Regions from separate parts of the Mus musculus genome. Here region 2 is linked to region 1. Evidence: chromatin contacts called from public promoter capture Hi-C data. All regions are on one chromosome and are shown on one strand. Each heading gives the region's core, a stretch centred on a gene start, on an enhancer-like site or on the middle of the called end of the contact. The rest is flanking DNA. Distances are from core to core; before and after follow the strand shown. Region 1 overlaps Cdc42 (cell division cycle 42). Region 2 holds the start of 1700013G24Rik (RIKEN cDNA 1700013G24 gene).

What was found. Promoter capture Hi-C pulls out the DNA fragments that hold promoters and counts their contacts.
Region 2: a promoter capture Hi-C map of the HPC-7 cell line shows a contact between it and region 1. The contact joins the promoter of 1700013G24Rik here to the enhancer-like site in region 1. A contact is called at or near these places in 12 of 39 promoter capture datasets (3T3-L1-derived adipocytes, the C10 cell line, the HPC-7 cell line and 9 more), 1 of 15 datasets of contacts at CTCF or cohesin (pro-B cells), 24 of 484 Hi-C or Micro-C datasets (B cells, CD8 T cells, the G1E-ER4 cell line and 18 more) and 3 of 115 datasets of contacts at active chromatin or transcription factors (double positive thymocytes, embryonic stem cells and memory CD8 T cells).

The regions. Positions count from the first base shown.
Region 1 is chr4:137,324,243-137,329,091 of GRCm38.p6, reverse strand. Cdc42 (cell division cycle 42) reads left to right here. Exons shown (of 6, transcript NM_009861.3): 4 at 1-77; 5 at 182-379. Among named protein-coding and RNA genes, the nearest start is that of Cdc42, 31 kb to the left of the region's middle. Within about 2 kb of position 2,376, at least 16 of the 459 cell types and tissues checked have an H3K27ac peak or open chromatin away from gene starts, as enhancers often do. A contact at or near this core is called in the G1E-ER4 cell line, the HPC-7 cell line, adipose-derived mesenchymal stem cells and 2 more, where this site is marked.
Region 2 is chr4:137,451,426-137,456,951 of GRCm38.p6, reverse strand. 1700013G24Rik (RIKEN cDNA 1700013G24 gene) reads right to left here and starts at 3,656. Exons shown (of 2, transcript NM_027063.2): 1 at 3,597-3,656; 2 at 1,491-2,466. The coding sequence starts at 2,416. The coding sequence ends at 1,556. The region is part of intron 1 of Gm13010 (a long non-coding RNA gene); the gene reads left to right.

The DNA.
Region 1 (4,849 bases), core at 1,127-3,626:
GTTATCCACAGACAGATGTTTTTCTAGTATGTTTCTCAGTGGTCTCTCCATCCTCATTTGAAAATGTGAAAGAAAAGGTAAGTCAGGTTCTGCCCTTTGAAACATGCACAGAATTCCTGTTGCCCTGTTACAGTTTCAGTGGCTTGTGGATTAACAAAACATTTTAAAACCTTGCTTTTAGTGGGTGCCTGAGATAACTCACCACTGTCCAAAGACTCCTTTCTTGCTTGTTGGGACCCAAATTGATCTCAGAGATGACCCCTCTACTATTGAGAAACTTGCCAAGAACAAACAGAAGCCTATTACTCCAGAGACTGCTGAAAAGCTGGCGCGGGATCTGAAGGCTGTCAAGTATGTGGAGTGCTCTGCCCTCACACAGGTAAGGAGGGCTCTGGAACCTATGTCTCTGTAGTCAGTTGTTTTGAGCATTAGGATACAGAGGCTCTTTCCTTTTATTCTTTCTTTTTTCCCTTAAAAATTTGTCCGTGAATGTATACTGTGTGAGTGTAGTTCTGCAGAGTACATAAACTGACATGACTATTCCAAGGTATAGTTGAGAGGAAGGTTTTTTATTGTAGATATGAAGGAAAGACATCAGGAAGAATCCAGAGATGAGAGAGAAAATAGACTGAACATGGCCAGCAAACTGGACTTGGCCATGGTGGTGGTGGGGTTTGAAGGAAGAAGAGAGAGGAGGACCAAGAGAGGGCTGAAATAGAAGGGAATGAGAAGCTGGAGGTGGAGTGGGGTGGGGTGGGATGGGGGCTTCTGAGCTGGAGAAGTTGAGGGTAAGGAGTGGGTGGAGGTCAGCATGCACTTGGTTATGCTAATAGGCACCCTAGGTAGCAATTTGTCCCTTCTGCCAGTGATAAGGAAATGACTTCCTGAGGAGTGAGGGCTTTTTGTCCATCTGTCAGAATTTGGCCCTGACATTTCAACCTTTTGTTTATGATAAGGGCAACATAATCTCTTCTGTAACTGCTTCTTAGTTGAAATTAGGACATTGATGTCAGAGCTCTGGAAGACTGGGATGCCTGTTTAAGGTTGGGAGATTCCAGTGCTCTGAGCAGTCTGGAATGACAGAGACCACTATCTAGACAGTTGTCCCAGATTCCTGTGGTCCTGTTGCACTGTGGTCAGAGGTGGTCTTTGGCCATTAGGCCAGAAGAGGGAGGCCTTTTTTTTTTTTGTGGAGAAGGAACATGGGAGAGACTGACCTCATCTTGTCTTCAGCAACACTTAGCAATAAATCATAGCAGTAAGTTTTCCCGTGTCCGGTTTGCCCACAGTGCAGGCTGGGCCCTAGTGGGCAAGGCAGGGGCCAGTCTGTCCACTGGTCAATGTACTCTAATCCAGGTTTAGTCTTTTGTCATTCTGCCTATATCTTCTTGAAGAACTTGCAGAGGTGGGTTGTGTATCACTGTTAGGATTTGGGAGTCACTGTCATATAATAAGTTTAAGCATATTAAATGCCATAGTCAACAGGTCTCTGACAGGCTTGAGGGCTAGTACCCACCGAGCATATCTGAGTTAAACAATCTTTGTCTGTTTTCAGGTATCTGCGCTAAACTGTACCTTGCAAACATAAAACAAGGGGCTAAGTAAAACTTCATCTTGTAATTACGTCAATTCATAGAGAAACCTCAAATATATTTTTGGACACATTAAAAGATTTGATCATTTATTTATAAGGTTACTATCAACTTGCATTTCTTTTTTTTTTTATTAAGATTTATTTATTTATTATATGTAAGTACACTGTAGCTGTCTTCAGACACTCCAGAAGAGGGTGTCAGATCTCATTATGGGTAGTTGTGAGCCACCTTGTGGTTGCTGGGATTTGAACTCAGGACCTTCAGAAGAGCAGTCAGTGTTCTTAACCGCTGAGCCATCTCTCCAGCCCCTTCACTTGCATTTCTTAATTATCCTTAACAGTTGACAATAATTTAGTAGCTTCCTAAGATTAGGACTTTGTGGGGCTTTTTGTTTGTTTGTTTGTTTGTTTCTTTGTTTTCGAGACAGGGTTTCTCTGTGTAGCCCTGGCTGTCCTGGAACTCACTTTGTAGACCAGGCTGGCCTCGAACTCAGAAATCCACCTGCCTCTGCCTCCCAAGTGCTGGGGTTAAAGGTGTGAGCCACCACCGCCTGGCTAGGACTTTGTGTTTTATCTCTGTTAAGTTTAGATTTAAAAATTAAGATTTTGATTTTGCTCTTCTAGTATCAAAATAAAATTTCTAAATCTATAAATATAGTTTATAATTAGAGACTGGGCACATTTCTGACCTTTATAGAACATAAAAGCTTCCTTGGTAGCCTGTTTCTGTGGTCAGCTCATGTCATGTGTTGCTTGCGGTTTAGTTAGACGTGGATGAAGCCATGACTTGCAGCTTCTTTATCCCATAGCACAGATGGCAGGCAGCTGTTTGCTGTTTGTATCCCAGAATGGAATTGTGTCACATGGTTTATGATTATCTAAGTACAAACTTTCAGTTACTAACCCTGGTCATGAGTTTTACCCATATCCGATAATTTATAAGTCAGTGATCTTGTTTTTGACCCTGGGCTTTAAAAACATGCCTGGGTCTTAAAAAGAGTGAGTGGTAACCCATTTTTAGAGCTAGCAATGAACTAGAACAGTATAAACCAGCAAGGGAACAGTATAAACAATTTTAATATTATCCATATTTAAATAACATCTGACTCCTTCTTATATTAGATCCAATGGCCGGAAACCAAGACATGTATTGAGTGAGCCTAGGAGACTGGCAGCAGGAGAAAGAAACTGCATTTGTTCATGCATACAGACCAGTCAGAGAGAAACACACAGTGGCTATGAACATTCTAAGTTAACTTTTGTTAATCTGAATAGACATTTATAACCTTGAATTTTCATCATCATCTAAAGAATATTTTAAACCAGGGTTGAATCACATATATAGCGTGTTAATATCCTATCATAATAAAAACCTGCACCAGTTTAAAGTATTTGAGACTTGTTACTCTTAGTCTAAAAGGAGATACAGTAATAAACAGAATTCATTAGGACTAAGAAGTTTTATAATTGTTACTTTATACCATATGGTCATCTTAAGATGATGAAATCACATGTCCAGTTGAAAGCCTTTTATATACAGCCCATACCTGGTGCTAATGCTAGGTCCCTGGGGGAGCCCAGTGGAAGTGTCTGTAAGCTGACAAGATAGATGGAGTTAGTAAACTGTCAGGTGAGGTTCAGATAAGTACAGACTTAAAAGTGGGTGTGTGGGCTCCCCCCTCCCCGCCATTTTAGATACTTAAATTTTTCTTCCTTACTATACCACACAATTTCTAGGATGATTCAACTGGGACAGAATTAAGTGCACTATTTGATGCTTTTGAGTCAGGGCGTTACTCTCTGGGCTACTTTTGGCATAGTCTGCAAAAATATATGTCTTATGTGTTACCTCCAGTCTCCTGTGTTTTTTTTTTTGTTTTTTTTTTAATGTGGAACGCTTTACGAATTTGCGTGTCATCCTTGCGCAGGGGCCATGCTATATGTGCTGCCGAAGCGAGCACTCTCAAGTGTTTTTAAGGGTATTATTTCCTTTATGGAGTTTTCCTCTGGCCATTTTTGAGTGGTGTGTCTAGGGAGCAGTGAGTGAGAGCGAACAACATGTGTGCAGTTCAATTTCCGTAACTTTATACCACTGTGTCTTAGTTCCTTTTCTCTTATTCTAGCAAAATACCCTGACAGAAGCAACTTTAAGGAGAAAGGTTTATTTGGACTCACAGTTAAAGTACAGTCCATCATGTGCAGAATGTCAAGGGAACAGGAGCTCAGGCCACTGGTCACATTGTATCCAGTTTAGAAACAGAACAGTGCTGCCAGTGCTCAGCATACTTTATCCTTATCCAGTCCCAAATCCTCTGCCCAGGAAATTGTCCCACCCACAATTAAAGTAGCTCTTCCCACATGAGTCAGTATAATCACGTTCATCTCCACAAGCGGACCCAAGAGGTCATTCCCAGACGTGTCTGGATTCGGCCAAGTTGATAGTTACTCACCATACATTGCCCATTCCTGGTTCTGAGTGTGGTTTTAGGAACAAAGGAAAGAATTTTGGTACGAATTGGCATTCGTACAGATCTACATGCCTAATGAAAATGAAGGCAACTAATATATAAAATACAATTTTTAATAATGTTGGGTTCTTGATCTAATTAATATGTCAGTAATATGTACTGTTACACATAGTTAAATTTTTTATGAGGGAGTGTGTGAAGGACTGGATGCATAATTTAAGCTCTTGGCATTTTGCTTGGTTGTATATTTCAACATAAAGCCATTGTACTTAACAGATTCTGCAGAATAATTTTAAGGACCAATTTCTTAGTTCCATATCCCCCAAGCTCAGTTTATCAGTTGATCTCATTGTAGAAGCAAACATTTTAAACTAACCCTTTATAGCACAGACTGAGACAAGCAAAGTGTTCTAGTATTATATCCCTGCCTGAGAGGCAAGGACAGGCTTGCATGTGTGAGTTTGTGTGGGGAGTCAGGAGAAGAAAGTATGTGGAGTCCAACAGCATGTATCTGAGGCAAGCAGTCTGTTCTTTAGATATGGGATGCTTTGGAGAAAGAGTTAAATAGATCATATGGACTCAGTTTCAGGTTGCTGGCAAAGCTTGTTCTAGACAATTGAACACTTTCTGTAAGATTTCCATTGTATTATTGAGTCATTTACGAGTGGGCGAGTAGGGAGTTATATTTTTCTTCAGATTCTGAAATTCGGAGAAGTCAAAGAAGTAAAAGATCAAAAATGGGGTTTGTGGTTATATGTAGAAGTTCAGTTTTGTGGACTCCTCTTTA
Region 2 (5,526 bases), core at 2,407-4,906, 130 kb before region 1:
GAGGTTCTGTCGATCTTCTGAGGGTGACGGTGTCACTCTCATGGAGCACCTGTTGGCCAGAACGTCATGTCCGCCAGCATTATAAAAGGATTTCCTGTGAGCCAGACTGGGTCAGGCGCTGGTGATGTCAAGAGAGGTGCCCTAGCCAAGGGCCCTGCGCTCCAGTTCAAGGAAACTGGATCATTTTGGAGGTGAGCGTTTCTAGGAAACTCAGGAGATAGAGTATGCTCTTATGCTCAGAGCCAGATGAGCGCAGAACCAGGCCAAGATGGTGGCCTTGGGTAGCTGCACAGAGGGCTCCCAAATTAGCTCCGGTTCTCACTTTGGAGCAGAGTGAATTCTGCCCAACTGTGCTCCTGTGACTGTCCATCTGGGGAATGGGAACTGGTAGGTGTGGACTAAGGGGGCATCTTATTTTGAGGAGGAAAAAGGAGGAGGGATGGAGAATTGAGATTTCTACATGCTGAGCCCTAGACCAAAGGAGGAATCAAATATGGGAGTGAATCTGAAATTAGTGCATCAGGAGTTTGATGCCTCTGCCCTTTTTTTCCTCCTATCCTTGTGATCCCACGAGGGGGACACTTGGGCCTGTTACCTTCCCTGCTTGACCATAGGAACTTGTCAGAGGCTTCAGCAGGTCACTGTTGCTTCTAAGGGCAAAAGAATGCTGGGAGCCTCAGAGTTCTGCCTTTTCTCAAGCGACCCCCTTCTAGACTCAGAGCTATTGGCTTTTATGTTGCCAGGGAGACAAGGGAGTGTCAATAATAAGGAGCAGGCCTCTGAGGTGTCTCGACATTGAAAGTCTGGCTGTTAGGCCGTTGATAGCTCAAACCAGTGGAACCCAGGCACTGCAGGCTCTTGGTGTCCCGAGTGGAAGGGACCAAGTTTTCTCCCGTAAAGAATTGGGCCCTAAGGTGCAATGATTGATGGGAAGCCTAGCAAGGTGGCTGGGGATGGTGGGAACTAAAGCACTTGTTTAAGTCACTCTTTATTCTTAGTCCACGAGACTCCAGGCCTGGCCTGGGACAGGAGCACCCACTCAGTCAAGTTCAGAGGTCCTTGGATCAGTGAAGTTCTACATCCAGACTTAAGATGGAGAGAACAGGCCTGGAGTGGGGAGCAAAGGATCTGAGGCCTCCGCTATCATCTGGGGCTTCAGGGTTCCTTAGCCAACAGGACTGCGGAGCTGCTAGGTTCCTTATGGGACTCATATCCTTGAAGTCAGCTGGGATTCGAGTCCTCAGTGACTCAGTCAATATTTTCCCAGACATTCAAGGTAGTTGGAGGGAAGGTTCCCTCATTCTAACTCTATCCTGCCCAACTTGCTTTTGGTCATGGTGTTTCATCACAGCAATAGTAACCCTAACTGGAATAACAACAACAACAACAACAACAACAACAACAACAACAAAGATATGTTGTGTCAGGAGTTCCAGCCTGGGCAACTGAGTTGAGACTCTACTTTAGGGGGAGAAAAAGAGCCCCTGTTTCATCTTATGATAATTTATTTTCCACACGGTGGCCATGTGCCCACTGGACAAAGGTGGCATCCATGTCACCACCAGCCCTCGGGCTTAGGGGTGGGCACAGGAGCATTCCATCCGGAACGGATTGCTTCCCAGAACTTGGGCAGACGACCTAAGGAGAAGAACCCGTTGCCGAACAGGGGAATCTCTGGCAGTTTTACCCCGGGCCTCTGAGGTGTCTCGACATTGAAAGTCTGGCTGTTAGGCCGTTGTTGATAGTTCAAACCAGTGGAACCCAGGCACTGCAGGCTCTTGGTGTCCCGAGTGGAAGGGACCAAGCAGTTGTTGGCTGGGGGCTGATTGGCAGCGGCTGTGCTAGTGCTGGGAGTGGAATAGCTTCGGGGTGGGGGGCGTTCCGTTTGGTCCAGGTAGAGGGAGTTAGCAGCTCTTTCCAGATAGGTAGCCGCCAGCTGAGGTAAGCTCAGGGCTTTGGGGTAGCTGCTGTTGTTGAAAACATTGGTGGATCTGTCCAGGTAGCTAATGCCTTTGATGAGCTGGTCTAGGAAGGTAGGACTGGAGGGGCACGATGGTTGGTCTGTGCAGATCAGGCAGTGAGGGCTGCTGCGTTGACAGGTGGGCTTTTTGACCACCTTGGGGCCTCTCGTCAGGTGACTCGTCTCTACACACTTGGAGGTATAGGGGCGGCCCATGCAGATCTTCCCCAAGGGAAGTTCTGAGGAGGTGGTGGAGTTGAAGGATTGCTCGGAGTGGCCAGATTGGCCGCTGGAGGTGCTTAACTCGGAGCCGCTTGGAAGGCGGCTTCGCAGACCCTTGCCGTTGTTCATATTGGGATACTGGGTCCAGCCTGGAGTTCGAGGAGGGAAGGACACGTTGTTGGGTTGGCTCAAGTGGTTGTAAGTGTTGGACCGGCTTACCTGGCGTCCAGACATCTTTCTGGCCGGGTCAAGTTTCGGAGGTGTGACAGCGTTTGGCTGGTTACCTGCCAGAGAGAGAGAGAGAGAGAGAGAGAGAGAGAGAGAGAGAGAGAGAGAGAGAGAGAGAGATCAGCTCCCACTCCTTGTCACCTCCCTCTCTGATCTTCCCCTCCCCTGTTTCCTCTGCTTCCCTTTCCCCTCTTCTTCCAAGCTCAGGACCTCCAGAAAGTACAAAAGAGGGGTGAGAGATAAGGAGAAAGGAATGGCCATCAAAGTGACTGAGACCTCAAGAGGACCGTGGGAGGGGACATAGAGGGGGGCTGCCCTACAGAAAACATAGGGCAGCCTCTTTGAGGCCACATTTCTCAGATTCCAAAGCAGGGACCCCACAGTGGCCAAAGTAGCAGTCTCTAATGAGATAGAGACAGGCCCTAGATGACACCCAACAGCTAGCCCACAGTGGTAACTAGCGTTACCTCACCGCCCCTCCCCCACCCCCACCATCTTCCACTATAGACTAGTCCTCTGCACTCTGTCCTTTGTCACCTCATGTCCTACACGACTCATTTATTCTTGCCACAATGAGGCATAAGGTGGGAAATAGCCTTCCATTGCCAGTTGGCAGCCACCTCTACTCCCAGCACAAAAGAGAGTTCAAAAGGGCCACCTTAGCCCCATAGTGAGTTCAAAGCCATCCTAGGCTAGAGGAAAGTCTCAAACCTTTCTGCCAGATTGTTTGGTTCTAATCTTCCCTGACAGGATGGGATTTCTTCCCCTGCCCCATTTGAACAGAGAGCGGTGGAGTGCCCGCTCTTTTTGGTCCTAAAGTAGACATTTTATTCGAGACTTGGTCTCCCATACTGGTCAGTTCACCACCTCTCCTGAGAGTCTCCCTGACTACTGCCAGCTCCGCCTGGCTTCTGATATTTATTCTGTACCAACAGGGCAGTGTTTGAGCCTGCCCCACCCAAAAAACAGCTGCAGAGCCCTCTCCTGCCACGGCCCCTCAGCTGCCCTTGTCTTTTGGGTCTAAAATGGCTGGAATGTCCTGGCCTCTCCCCTGTCTGGCCCAACCACACCTCAACCCCTACTCTAGAAAAACAAGAGACGACTCAGAGCTGCCCCAGCTCAAGCCCCTTTCCTTTCCTTGTCTGTGGGACCCCATTTGGCTGTCATGGGCCAGCGCCTCTCTCACCCTTTCTTAGGAGGTAGATGACATAGACCTCCCTGGCTCTCCACTGGGGACACCCTCTTTCTGCCGCTCCAGACTGCTGGCCATGTCATAGAATCATAGAATCCTAAGGTAGTGAAGGGCCTCCTGGGGTCATTCCGACCAGGCCCCAGCCTCAGGGGCAGGAACTACTAGCAACCTGCCAGAACAGATGGGTCCTATTTTTGAACCCAGACTAATGTGGCTTTTTTTTTTCAGTATTCTTTGTCTTTCTTGGGTTGAATTGAAAGGATTGTGCTAGCCCAAACACACTTCTGGCTGGCATTACATACCATCATTTCTCCTTTCTGTTGGGCCTCCTCCAAGGGCTGTCCTTTGGGGAACCCATTCTCGGGGGTTGAGAGCGGGAAGCAGCTCTCTGTAGAGGACCTTCTGTGTGTCAGGCCTGGGATGGTGTGTGTTGTCTCCTCAGGGACAGGTCTCGGTACTCCTTCCTGAATCTCACGGCCCCCACTGGGTCTGGGTTTCCAGGACTAATCCAGTGAGCAAGTGCCAAACAAGCAGCCCACGTCCTCCCTGAGATCTTGTGCTATTTCTCAGGAAGACTGTCTCTCCATCCCATTTTACCTCATGTTGAAAGTACAGTTTGGTTCTTGGTGGATGAATTAAGTTTCTGACTGAGATGTGACAGTTTGTCCACTACCTGAGCCTGGCAAAGTTCGGTCAACTCTGGTTCCCTCCCTCCCTCCCTCTCCCTCCCTCCCTCTCCCTCCCTCCCTCTCTCTCCCTCCCTCTCCCTCCCTCCCTCTCCCTCCCTCCCTCTCCCTCCCTCCCTCCTCCTGTTCTTCTCTTCCCCATTCTCTCTGCTTCCCTTTCCCTCACCTTCCAGGCTCAGGACTTCTCCGGAAAGTACAAAGGAGGGGTGAGAGGTGAGGGGGAAGGTAGGACCTGCAGAGTGTCCAAGACCTGATAGGACCTGTTTTTTGCTTGTTCCAAACTTGGGATTTCAGTCCCAGCACCACAGAAAACAAGGGGGAAGACCGAGGCACAGCGTGGTGGTATAGGGCTTCGTGAACATATACAAGACTTGGGTTCAAATGCCAGGACTGGGCGGGGCGTGGTTGTTCCAAGACAGCCAGGGCTATACAGAGAAACCCTGTCTCAAACAAACAAACAAACAAACAAACAAACAAACAAACAACCCCCCCCCCAAAAAAAACCAAAACAAAACAAAAAAACAAATGCCAGGACTGGAAAACCAATCTCTCATACAAAGTGTGTGCACGGGTGCATGTGTGTGTGTGTAGTATGTATATAGTGTAATATGTATATAATATATATACTTTATATGTGTATATATAGTGTGTTCATACATATATTATTTTTGTTTGTTTGTTTTTTGTTTTTCGAGACAGAGTTTCTCTGTAGTCCTGGCTGTCCTGGAACTCACTCTGTAGACCAGGCTGGCCTCGAACTCAGAAATTCGCCTGCCTCTGCCTCCCAAGTGCTGGGATTAAAGGCATGTGCCACCACGACCGGCCATACATATACTCTTATTCTATACATATATACACCATATATACAATGTTTGTATATAATGTGTATATTACATATATTCTATGTATGTATATTAGTGTGTGTATACTATATACTTTATGTGCTTATATATAGTATGCTTATATATATATATTATATATGTGTGTGTGAAACTTATATGTATATCTGAAACTTAGAAGACGACGAGCCGCCATGTCCTCTCTCTTTTTCACTTTAGTCTCTGTGTGTGCTTCCATGTGGGTATGCACACGCCTTAGTGGAGATCAGAGGAAAGCTTACAGGAGTCACTTCTGTTCTTCTTCCATGAGTACTAGGCATTTATTTTGGGTCGTCTGGCTTGGAAAGCAAGCAACTTTCTTCATGGAACTATCATTCTGGTCCCCACATGTTCTCCATG